3 separate regions of the Mus musculus genome follow, and regions 1 and 3 are each linked to region 2. The links are chromatin contacts, called in public Hi-C maps. All regions are on one chromosome and are shown on one strand. Each heading gives the region's core, a stretch centred on a gene start, on an enhancer-like site or on the middle of the called end of the contact. The rest is flanking DNA. Distances are from core to core; before and after follow the strand shown.

Region 1 (3,508 bases), core at 55-2,554, 170 kb before region 2:
ACAGCCTAGAGGCACTGAACCTTGGGCTTGGGTCTTGGAGAGAAAGTCTAGTGACAAAGACAATGTATCCAGTTTGTGGAGTGTGTACCCAGCTCACATATTTATCTAGAGCTGAATTTATGTCTGATCCTGCCCTATGAACAAGGAGAAAGAAATGATCCCTGATGTCCAAGATCTCCAGAACCGCAAGTTTTCCCGGCTCTAGGTACCAGCCGCGTATGCACCCACCTCTGTCTGGTGATGAGATTGATGTAGTGTCGCAGAGCGGAGTAGTATCTGGCCATGTCCTCTGCTGGCGCGTCCTCGCCCGGATTGTCCGGCTTGGAGGGGTACCCCTCAGCCAGAATGCCCAAACACACGAGCAGAGATAGAGCGAGGGTCAGTCCACACAGCCCCATTCGCTTGTTACCTAGCATCTGTGGATACAGAAGGCTCAGACTTGGAGATGCTGAGATTGCTCGTCTTTGTCCCAATTCCAGCTATCACTCTAGACCCTCATCTAATCCCATCCCAGACCCTAGAATAAAAGCCCAGACTGGGCAGGCGCCACTTCCAAATCTTTAGAAGACCACTTGCCCCGACCTGGATCTTCTGCCCCGTCCACATATTTCAGAAAACTTCCTCCGATTCTCCTGGTGAGAGGCAGAGGTCCCCTTTTCAGAACAGAATTGGAAGTTCTGCCCTCTATCTTAAAGAATGACCACTTTTCTCCTCTCGTTCCTAAATCACCCTTGGAGGAGAAAACTTTTCTTCTGGGTTGCTTTTGATTTGTGTGGCTACAAGCGCTGTGACAGTCGGATACCCAGAGGCTCAGTTCGGATTTTGGAGGCAACAGAGCTCACCGTGCTAGAGACAATACTTGGGGGAATCTCCCACTAGGAGCACACATGCAATCTGGGTTCCTGGTTGTAACCAACCAACCAACCAAACAAACAAACAACCAAACAAAACCCCACCGCTGCCCTGGGATAGGTGTTCCCAGGTTCTTCTCCCTACCCTCAAAAGATAAGAGGCACGGAGGCGGGGCGCCCAGATTGGAGGGTCCCGGGGAAGGGCAGGTGGACAGTAGAACCTGAGTCCAGCAAGTGAAATTTAGGCGCCCCAAAGAGCTGGGTGTCAAGCTGGCAGAGCAAGCTCAGGGGACCGGCTGCGGGGCAAGTTCACTGGCGTCTGGGAGCCCGCGCCCCTGTCCCAGTTGATCCTGGCACTCACCGTGGCGGGCGGGCAGTCGTCGCTGAGCGGCGGGTGCTCTGCTCTGGGTGCCTCTGTGAGAGAAGAGATCCACCGGTGGGATGCGGAGAGCGGGTCGCCCACAGGCTTTTATGGAGCGCCCTTGTCGCGGCAGGAGGGGCCTCGGGGGCAGTCACGCCCGGGTGACTCCCACAGCCACTTCCCGCCCCCAGCGGCGGGGGAGGAGGCTGGAGCCACTGCCGCTCGAGTGGCGGCGTCTGGAGCCACCCACACCCCAATTCTAAGCGGCCCGCTCTGCGGGGAGAAGGGAACAGTCAAGAGTGAGCACCCTCGGAGCCCTCTCTCTATCCCCGACCGTCGAGTCCCGCTAGGGAGATGAAGCGGGACCGCTTAGGTTGCCTGTCGCGGGAATTGTCAGCTCTCTGCGTGCGGGTCTGTAGGGACCTGAATATTCTACTTGGGGAGCATATCTGGGGCCCGCGGGATAACTGCGCGCTCTGGGAGGGAGGCAGGCGAGCGAGGTTTTTCCCGCTCCCGGTGCAGGTGTGCGGGACCGCAAGGTCCCAGTGGCTTCCATAGACCCATTGGATCTACTGGTCTCCCCAAAAGGTGGGCCCTCCCCCAAGCACTCTCCCCAACGCTGCTAGCCGGGTTCGGCCTCAGCCAGAAACTCCCCGAGGCTGCCACTGGGAGCCCGCGGTCCATGAGCTTCTGTATCTAGAGTGGAAAGTGGCGGCGATTCGCACCCCTGTCTGTAAACCCTGTGAAGTCCCGAGTGAGCTTGGTTAGCGTCTGAATGAGCACTTGCTTTCAGATTGAAATGGAGCAGATTAAAAAACCAACACCAGTGTGCTTGTCGCGTTAAACTTGTTGAATAAATATGAACGATATTGAAGTTATGTTTACCAGATAGGGATTTTTACAAGGTACGCTTGAGTAAGTGCCCCTGGAAGTTTGAATCTAAGTGAAATGGTCCATTGCTAAAGTGGAATTTACGCGTTATTTTAAAGCTAAACTAAATGATTTCGTTTGAGTGTCACTTTGCGGGTTGTTTAAATAGTGCTAAATTGACTACTAATAAGAGGGAGAGAGGGAGGGAGGGAGAGAGGGAGGGAGGGAGGGAGGAAGAGAGAGAGAGAGAGTGAGAGAGAGAGAGAGAGAGAGAGAGAGAGAGAGAGAGAGAGAGAGAGACTATGTGATCGAATGATAAACCAGAACAACAATATCCCTCGCAGCTGGAAGACTTCACTTTCCCTACGTCAGAAACCTGCACCAGGGCCACAAACACTGAGCTGTCAGGGCTGCTTTTGTGCCCACATGAGGACATTTGATAAAAGGCAAAGCATCTAACAAGTCCTCTCTGATAAGGAGGAAGGCACACACTACTGTTCAATAATGTAATTATATTTTTGTAGTGAATCAGAGATTCACATCAGTTGAAGCCTGGATTTAGCAGGAGTCACAGGATCTCGGAGAAAGTACACCTTAGGGCGCGAGGGAGGGGCACCACTTTTGAGCAGGGACTCTGGGAATCTGATTCACTTCCTTTATAATGTCGGTGCTTGAAAACAAGAACTTTTCCCATCAGCATTTGGAAAATAAAGTCAAGGGAGGGTGTGCCCAGGATGTCACACTGTTCTCTTCCTTGTTGTCCAAGCTGCATCATCTGGCCTTGAGCTCTCAACATTCTGCTGATACCACTCCATCAATTAACTCCTTTGGTGGCTTCCTGAAATCATTGGTAGCTCATAGAAACAACCTCTCCCCCAACAAACAAAATCAAACGTCATTCAAAGCAGCAGTGTCCTAGCTGCTGGCTCTCTCCTTTGTTCCAAAGTCAACTTCATTGACTTTTTATTTATATGCGTGATCATTCATTGTAATAGCTTTTCTAAACTATCAATAAAATATACTAAGAAGCTTCGGATGTTTGAAAGATTCCCTTGGATACACATTCACGAATCCATAAAGAACATAGGTTCATCACCTCCTGGACTTTTGACATCCCTCTGACAGTGCCCTCTCCTGCTACTCCCGGTTCCCTTCCTCCATGGGTCTGTCTCCTGACATACAGAGTTGTTTGCATATCTAGCCCAGCTCCACAATAGCTTCTCATCTGTGCTTTTAATTTTTTTTAATCCAACACCCTTAAGCTAAGACTCACCCAAATGTCCACAGCACACACTGTACCGTTGACACATTTCCATGCTAAGACACCCCTCAACTTCAAGAACCAACTCAGCTTCTCCTAGATCCCAGGTTCCTTCCAGCTTGTACTGTGACTAACTCTGCAAGGGCATTGATTGATAAGTCACTG
Region 2 (3,820 bases), core at 1,107-3,606:
CAGAAGTATTGTGTAAGAACCCGAGAGGAAGAACTGTGAAGACCTTTGCAGTTTCACCGCTGGGGGTTGTGGGGATATGACATGCCAAAGTCCCTTGTCTCCTTGCCCATGGAGGGAAGCAGACTTCTGCAGATAAGTGGGGAGGAGGCCTCTGGTGAGAGATCTGCTCTGTTGGTGCAGACTGGAGAGAGTGCCTGCTAGACTCTTTCAACCCTGGAGGCAGCTGACTGGCTGGTTTGTCAGTTCAGTTTACCAAGGATCAACACCAAAATGACAAAGTCGCAATCAGCATATGAGTCACCAGAGGGCTCTGCAGCTGCCTCTGTGCACTGGGCTTCACTTCCTGTAGTGTGGCAGGGAGGCGTTGATGCATGAGTCATCAAACACCTGAACAATCAGAGCTGAACTAGTCGATGGATAGCACAAGGCACAGCATCAAAATGTACAAAACCAGCATATCTTCGTGTCACCTGTAATAGAAATGTATTACATCGTTTACCCCGGGTAGTACTTACATGGCTGACAGGACACGTAAGCTGTATTACAGCCCAGTTGCATGACTCAGCCTGCCAAAACCTTGTCTGATGCCTTCCATGACCACTAATATGTCCTTAATATTATTTTCTGTAACTTATAATACTAAATCAAATGGAGTGAGTTCTTTAAAGTTTCTATGACTAATGCCCGTATCAAATAATCTATGGAGAAACATAGTCACAAATAATTCAACTACAGTTCAGAAGGAGTCATGCATGCTACAGATAAGAGAACTCGGAGAGAGCAAATAGCAAGCATAACCAATGGGTACTGGCCTGAGACATTAGAAAATAAACCAAATCCCATAGAAAAATCCCATCTAGAGGACAGAGATCTGAACACAATGTATATTTTCCCAAAGAGAGAAAGACAGAGTCAGATACAGGCAGGCAAGCAGGCAGGCAGATACAAAGGCAGGCAGACAGACAGACAGACAGACATATGCATGTGAGTAGGAATAGGGACCCACTGTATAGAAGAGATAATTAATCTACTAAGTGTCTGTACCGTTGCCAAATCTCTGTTAATGTTACAAATGGAGGGGCTGGAGACTCAGCTCGGTGGTTAAGAGCACTGGCTGCTCTTGCAGAAGAGCTAGGTTTGATACCCAGCACCCACATGGAAGTCCATAGCTGTCTGTAGCCCAATTCCAAGGGCCCCATCACCTTCTTCTGGCCTCCTCAAGCACCAGACAGCACCTGCTGCAGAAATACACATGCAGGTATAACACTCATACACATTAAGTTAATTACAATCTAAAAGTTATTAAAGCATTGCAAGCAACACTTCCAACAAAATCAAAGAATACGATGAATCACTAGTTAATTATTTCTTATTATCAAAACAGTAAATGGCTGTACAAATAAGGTCTTTACAGAGATAAAGGAAATTTCTCAGGAAAGGAGAGCAATTTCCTTCTTGAGTATTCTAGAAGATCTTAACCCCATAGGTCCCCATACAAGGGAATCAAAACAACAAGGGATCATCAGCATCAGAGACCAGAGGGAATGTTGTTTAACAATATAAATGCCACAGCTTGGCACCCCAACTTTCGGACAATTATGTTAAGTATTCCTTTTGGCACGGAGGTTAATTGCTCACAGGTTTCAAAACCAGCTGATGTCAATTCAGCTTTCCCTCACTTTCCATGGGAGGATCCCAGTCGGGAGTGACATACCACACAAATGGGAGGAGGGAAGGTAACAGACAGAAGCACCAGGAAATGTTAATATTGTAAATACTAAAATCCATGCCAGTGAAGTGAACAATGACCTGAATGGGCACACACGGGAAGTGTCGAGTCTCAGAAAACTGTACTCTGCAAATAACGGAGTGCAAGTGTTAGAACTCATTTTCTAAAACTTAGCTTTATCGTGGAAGTTCACTGAGGGAGAGGCATCCCTTTCCTTCTTATTCAGATACTATATGATTAGGTTAATAAATACATTTAAAGTCTAGATCATCTTTTAATTCAGCCGCACAAACAGGGACAGTTGGGATTTGATTGTGGAAAGAATGATTCGGTCATTTGAGAAAGCCCTTCCTTTATTTGCTCAGAACATGGTTTTGGCATCCTATTAACATTTCCAAATTGAATGAGCCTGTCTCTTTGTGTTAGGCAATAGTCTAAGAATAGGGAGAGACCAACGATCATTAGCAATTTATTGTCCTTGCTGAAAAATTAGAAACTGGCCTGGCCGGAACATTAAGTTACAAGGGCAACAGGGATGTCTGAAGGATCAGTGATGCAGATGAGTAACACAGGCCATTCTGGCTCCTGCCAGTGCAGTCAGCAGACGAGACCTTTCCTCGCACGCACTGAATGCTGCTGAAGTGAACAAGCATGCGCAGTTCCCACACAGCGTCCACAGGTTGGAGCCTTCCATGAGCCACACAAAGGAAGGCAAACACACATGCTCACATGTGCCTGCAATGCACGGCTCACACAGACACAATACTAAACAAGCTCCACTCCCTTCCCAGGAAAGGGGAAACTCCATGCCAGAACCCTGGAGACTCACATCATGGTAATTTTCCTCTAAGTCATATCTAACATCCAGTCTAGAACAATCTAGACCCAGAAGTGGGCCATGGGTCTTCTTTCAAAATGTGATGTCAGAATGTCAGTGAGCTGAAAACATAGGACGACAGCCCAGAGCCCCTGCACAGCCTCGTCATTCACTGCGCACAAACCCCCAGCAAATGTACCAGGAAATGTTAATATTGTAACTCATGTTAATGTTAATTAAATTAATTAAATGTCAATATTGTTAATGATGTAACTCAGTCTGTCTCAGAAGAGGAGGAAAGGCACCTACCTGGTTGAGAAAATTGTTTGTCACCAAATGATACAAACAATGAGGGTTCCATCTGCTCTGGTCAATGTAAGTGACTTCATTCTACCAAAGAGGATTTCTAGTAAAAGACTTGCCTATCAAAACTGTGAACTGCGCCTACCATCGCCAACTCCTCTTGACAGACTGTTCACTTCAATGCACACAACCAAAGTGGCAAGCAGCCACTTACTGAAAGTGCCACTGTATCAGTGCCACTGCAGTCAGGACAATGAATAGGATCAATCCACTCCAAGCTTAGTCCACTGGAAACCTGTCCTCACCCAGCAGCAGAAGGATGAGGAAGCTGGAAAGAGGAGTGGTAGGGATGAGGTGGGCAATGACCCTGTAACCTCCTGACATCAAACTGCATCCCTTGTGATCCTCATGGAAAACATTGAGTTTGAAGAATAAAATGTGCCTAGGACCCTCACCGTGTGAAATGCAATATGTTGTTGATATGTGTCATAGTCAAGCTAGGAGATGGGGTCAACTTCACAACTGTTTGACTATGGGGCAGTGGGCTGTGCACAGACAGCCTGGTCTCCACTCGAGCAAAGATCTAGAACTCCGGGGGATCCAGTGGGTGGCGATTTCCACCTACGTGGGACAGAAGATGTTCGATCATATCTCCTGGACCCCTGGCTCCTGTCAAAGTTACCACCCCCACATCCCCTGCAGAAGAGGTATGTGACTATCAGTCACGCAGACAATGTCCCAAGCTCCTGGCATTCTGGATAGACTCCACCCCCACAGTTATCTGACTATAGCCAGGTATGCTCCTACCCACAGTTACCTGATAGCCCAGCCCACTATAAAAGGGACTGCTTGGCCCCTCCTCGCTCTCTTTAAGCCCCCATCTTTCTTACTCTCCTCTCTAGCCCTCCTTCTCTCTCTTCCTCCCCCCCCCCCATCTCCACATGGCCATGGCCAGACTCTCTCTCTCTTTC
Region 3 (3,488 bases), core at 544-3,043, 210 kb before region 2:
GAAGATACAGCTTGAGTTGTCACTTAGCTACTTTCTGTTTAGAGATTATTTTGAGTCACCTGTCAATAAAGGCAGTTATACCAATTGTTCAGAGCATGAGGGTGTTTTTGATGGTGACTGTTACAGAGATCCACAACTGGTCAAAATTCATAGCATAAGCAACTGGGATGCCCAACCTCAGAGGATACAGCTAGAATGCAGCCCCTAAAGCTCGTAGAAAGCACAGAAGAGGGGGCAGAAGGAGTGTAAGAGGCAGCGGGCCCAGATCCCTATGGTAGGACAGTGTCTTCTTGACATGGTAGGGAACTGCATCCAGGAAATCTCAACAATCTATCATCTCAACCTCAGCAAGACTTGCATAAGGACAACACGAGATGACATGCAGGCACAAATAGCAGAGTTCTCACCAAGCCCACCCCTAGATAAAGAGCCTTCAGCCATCAGTGGCTGCTGACAGAGGGAAGATCTCAGTTTTTCACTTGGCATGCATCCCCAGTAGATCCAATCCTAAACCATCAGCCCGACATGGTGTACACATAAGCATCATCAAATGGGCTTAAAAGGTCACACACACACACATACATAATATTTAAATATACATGTATACACACATATACATGTGCATATGCATATAAACACAAATATATATTGTGTATGTGTGCAATAATTGCCAAGGTTCTGTCACATGGTAAGTACTGCTGGAGATTCTGAAAGCCAATAAATATCTGTACCTGGGGATGGAAAGGGTACTCCACAGCTTACTTCAGTATCTCTCATAATACCTGAAGATTTCCCACAATGCCTGAGGTTTTGTAATGAGAGCATCACTGATGGCAAGGTAAAGGAATGGTCTAGTCCAAGGCTTAGTACTGATGCTGAGTGAGGCCATGCCGCACACCATTCTTCCTGTCTTATGTGATCTTTCTCCAGATGAGCACTTCAACCTCAACTCTCACCAGCCACCAAGCATCCTGACTGTACAGTGCTCACAGTGGTAGTAGTCTGTTATGTTAGGAAAGCTACAGGCCTCTTCTGGTGGCATCCATTCTGTTCTGTAAAGCATGGCTCTTACCTGGGCTACCTCCTCTAACTCCACTCCTAACATTGTTCTTAATGGATACTCACGGGGAAAGGAACTGAATCAGATGTAACAATATTTCTTCCTGAAGGGCCAAATTGTACGTTTTTTTTTTTTTTGACCTTTTCAAGCCACCCATTCTCTGTAATAACAGCTCAGCTCTGTCATCACAGCTCAGAAGAGTCATAAACCCACATGAGCTAAGACACACGTTGTGTTGCCATGAGACTTAAGACGCTGATTGAGGTTTGTCCACTTCTAGCACATGATTATCTCCTTTGTAAAAAGACATCCTAACACTCCAGATGCTAAGCAGTACCTAGGACATAGCAGATACTCAAGAGATGATAGAGGACTCAATGAATTCAGCAGAAGAAGGGTGTATTGCAACGATCAAGACAGACTTACCACTCCCATCCCAGAACAGAAAGGAAGAGAGATGTCTCTAACATTTTTTACAAAGAAAAGTCTGGGGTTGAACTAAACAAACTCTGAAGTCCTATCCAAGTTTGAAAAACTTGAAGAAAAAAACAGAAGGCAGAACATAAAAGCTATTGTGCATTTCCTTTGTTCTTTAACACATTAAAAAAATCTGGGTACACATAAGACCCAGACACATAAGGTTTTTACTGATTTGGGGCCCAGAGGATGCATGCCACTGATCAAAGTAATTCTCAGGCCAAGCTAGCCAGAATGTACTGTACCGTGCCCACTGCTATCAGGTATCCGTCAGCCGCTCTCCAAGCAGGATGTCCTCGGTAAACTGTAAACCACCAAGCACTTCTGGCTTGCATCACAGAAAGCAAACCGTGCTTACCCCAGAGAGGTGAGTTCCTATTGTTCAATATCAACAGCACAGGCTGGGCATAGGTTGTTTAGAGAGCTTAGACTTTTTTACAGAATATCGAGAAAATGCCTCATCATGTCCTTTTAGGTGGAACAAGAGGAGAGAGAAAAGCTAAATGAAAAGACCACACCAGCCTCTCCTAACAGAAGCCAAAATAACCAGAAGGCGATGTACAGCTGCTGTAATCACAAATGAATGAATCTGGGCCTGTTACAGTGAGCTGTTCAAAGCAGAGAAGGTGAACTGAATGCCTTTCTTCTCTTTAGGCTCCCTTTGTTTTCTCTTACATGTAGCGTCCATGGAAAAATGTCTCCTCTAAATCAGAGTGCCCTCTCCTACTGCTGGCTAGGACAAGGTCGCAGAAAAACCCAAAGGAGGAGCAGGAAGAGCCTTTGAAAGAACACTGAGGTATTGAGACATGAAAATACATGGCTTTCATCCTGCCACTCTTCGGGATTTAGAGTCTCTGGTCAAAGGTTGGGTGAGATCTTTGTGTTCTATAAGAGAATTCTGGGAGTACAGTGTAGCACAGAGTCTGCCGTGATGGTGCTTTGTTCAAAGCCATCTTGGCATCATATCCTCAGGCAAGTCACCTGTGCAGTACATGCCTCAGTTTCCCCATCTGTAAATCTAGAGGCAGCACTAAAGCATACCACATAGTAATCATGTGAACTAAGTGGTAATTCAGCCCACTAGCAGGGAGCTTGAGATGTAGGCTATGCTCTTTTATGCTGACCACAGTCTTTATACTGACAGCTAGAAACAGCGTGGGACAGTCTCAGGAGATATTTTTTAATTAATTTACATCTTTCCCTCCTATATCTGGAGGCAAAGATCCTTTAAATTTTTAATATTTTAATCTGTGGATATACACAAAGTTAATTTTTCTTTTTGGTCAACCAATAAGAAAACCTAATGAAACAAATTTATATTCTCATTCAAATTCCCAGAATGCTACCAGGGTTAGAGATATCATGTTTCAACAAGATGACTTAGACAGGACCTGGCACTTTGATTAAAAACTTCCATGAGAAAAATTGCCCTATAACTTTAGGTCCCTAAAGCACAAGCAGAACAAGCCAGGTGGCAACCACCCTCTAACAAATATAAATGGCACAACTGTTTATGGGACACAATTTTAATTCTGCCTTAAAGCTCTCTACAGTCAATTTTAGTAACAGATACCCCTCTAATGCTAGAATAAGTGCCTCGAGGCAAAAAGGGAAGGGATTTGTTCTGAGGTTATAACATCAATAAGTGCTGGAAGCCACTAAAATACAAGGCTCCAAGTCAAGGCATATGAAAATGTAGAATTCTACATTAGGACAATGACTATCAATGCGGTTTAAAATATATGGAAGAAGTTAATATTAGCAAGCGAGAAATTAATTGTAAGTGTGGTTCCACCTTATTCTTGTCCACGATCTTAGGACAAATTTATCTGCTAAGTAATTTTGCTTAAAAGGTCAAATCAAATTAAGACTGAGGTTCAGAAAAGCGCTGCTGAAACATTGGCCATTTAATTGTATCTTTCCCACTAAGTGCTCTTGAATGTTAGCACAC

What was found. A called contact is a pair of places that touch in the nucleus more often than the background predicts.
Region 1: a Hi-C map of nephron progenitors shows a contact between it and region 2, with 2.0 times the contacts expected there. The contact joins the promoter of Npy here to the enhancer-like site in region 2. A contact is called at or near these places in 2 of 39 promoter capture datasets (epiblast stem cells and stem cell-derived epiblast-like cells), 1 of 484 Hi-C or Micro-C datasets (nephron progenitors) and 2 of 115 datasets of contacts at active chromatin or transcription factors (SST interneurons and pancreatic cancer cells).
Region 3: a Hi-C map of nephron progenitors shows a contact between it and region 2, with 1.8 times the contacts expected there. The contact joins two enhancer-like sites. A contact is called at or near these places in 2 of 484 Hi-C or Micro-C datasets (both in nephron progenitors) and 1 of 9 other capture datasets (embryonic stem cells).

Annotation. Positions count from the first base shown.
Region 1 is chr6:49,820,506-49,824,013 of GRCm38.p6, reverse strand. It overlaps Npy (neuropeptide Y), which reads right to left and starts at 1,304. Exons shown (of 4, transcript NM_023456.3): 1 at 1,213-1,304; 2 at 229-416. The coding sequence starts at 416.
Region 2 is chr6:49,653,272-49,657,091 of GRCm38.p6, reverse strand. All of the region lies in intron 2 of Gm31226 (a long non-coding RNA gene), which reads right to left. Among named protein-coding and RNA genes, the nearest start is that of Gm31226, 22 kb to the right of the region's middle. Within about 2 kb of position 2,356, at least 10 of the 459 cell types and tissues checked have an H3K27ac peak or open chromatin away from gene starts, as enhancers often do. A contact at or near this core is called in nephron progenitors and pancreatic cancer cells, where this site is marked.
Region 3 is chr6:49,866,081-49,869,568 of GRCm38.p6, reverse strand. No RefSeq gene overlaps it. Among named protein-coding and RNA genes, the nearest start is that of Npy, 45 kb to the right of the region's middle. Within about 2 kb of position 1,793, at least 4 of the 459 cell types and tissues checked have an H3K27ac peak or open chromatin away from gene starts, as enhancers often do. A contact at or near this core is called in nephron progenitors, where this site is marked.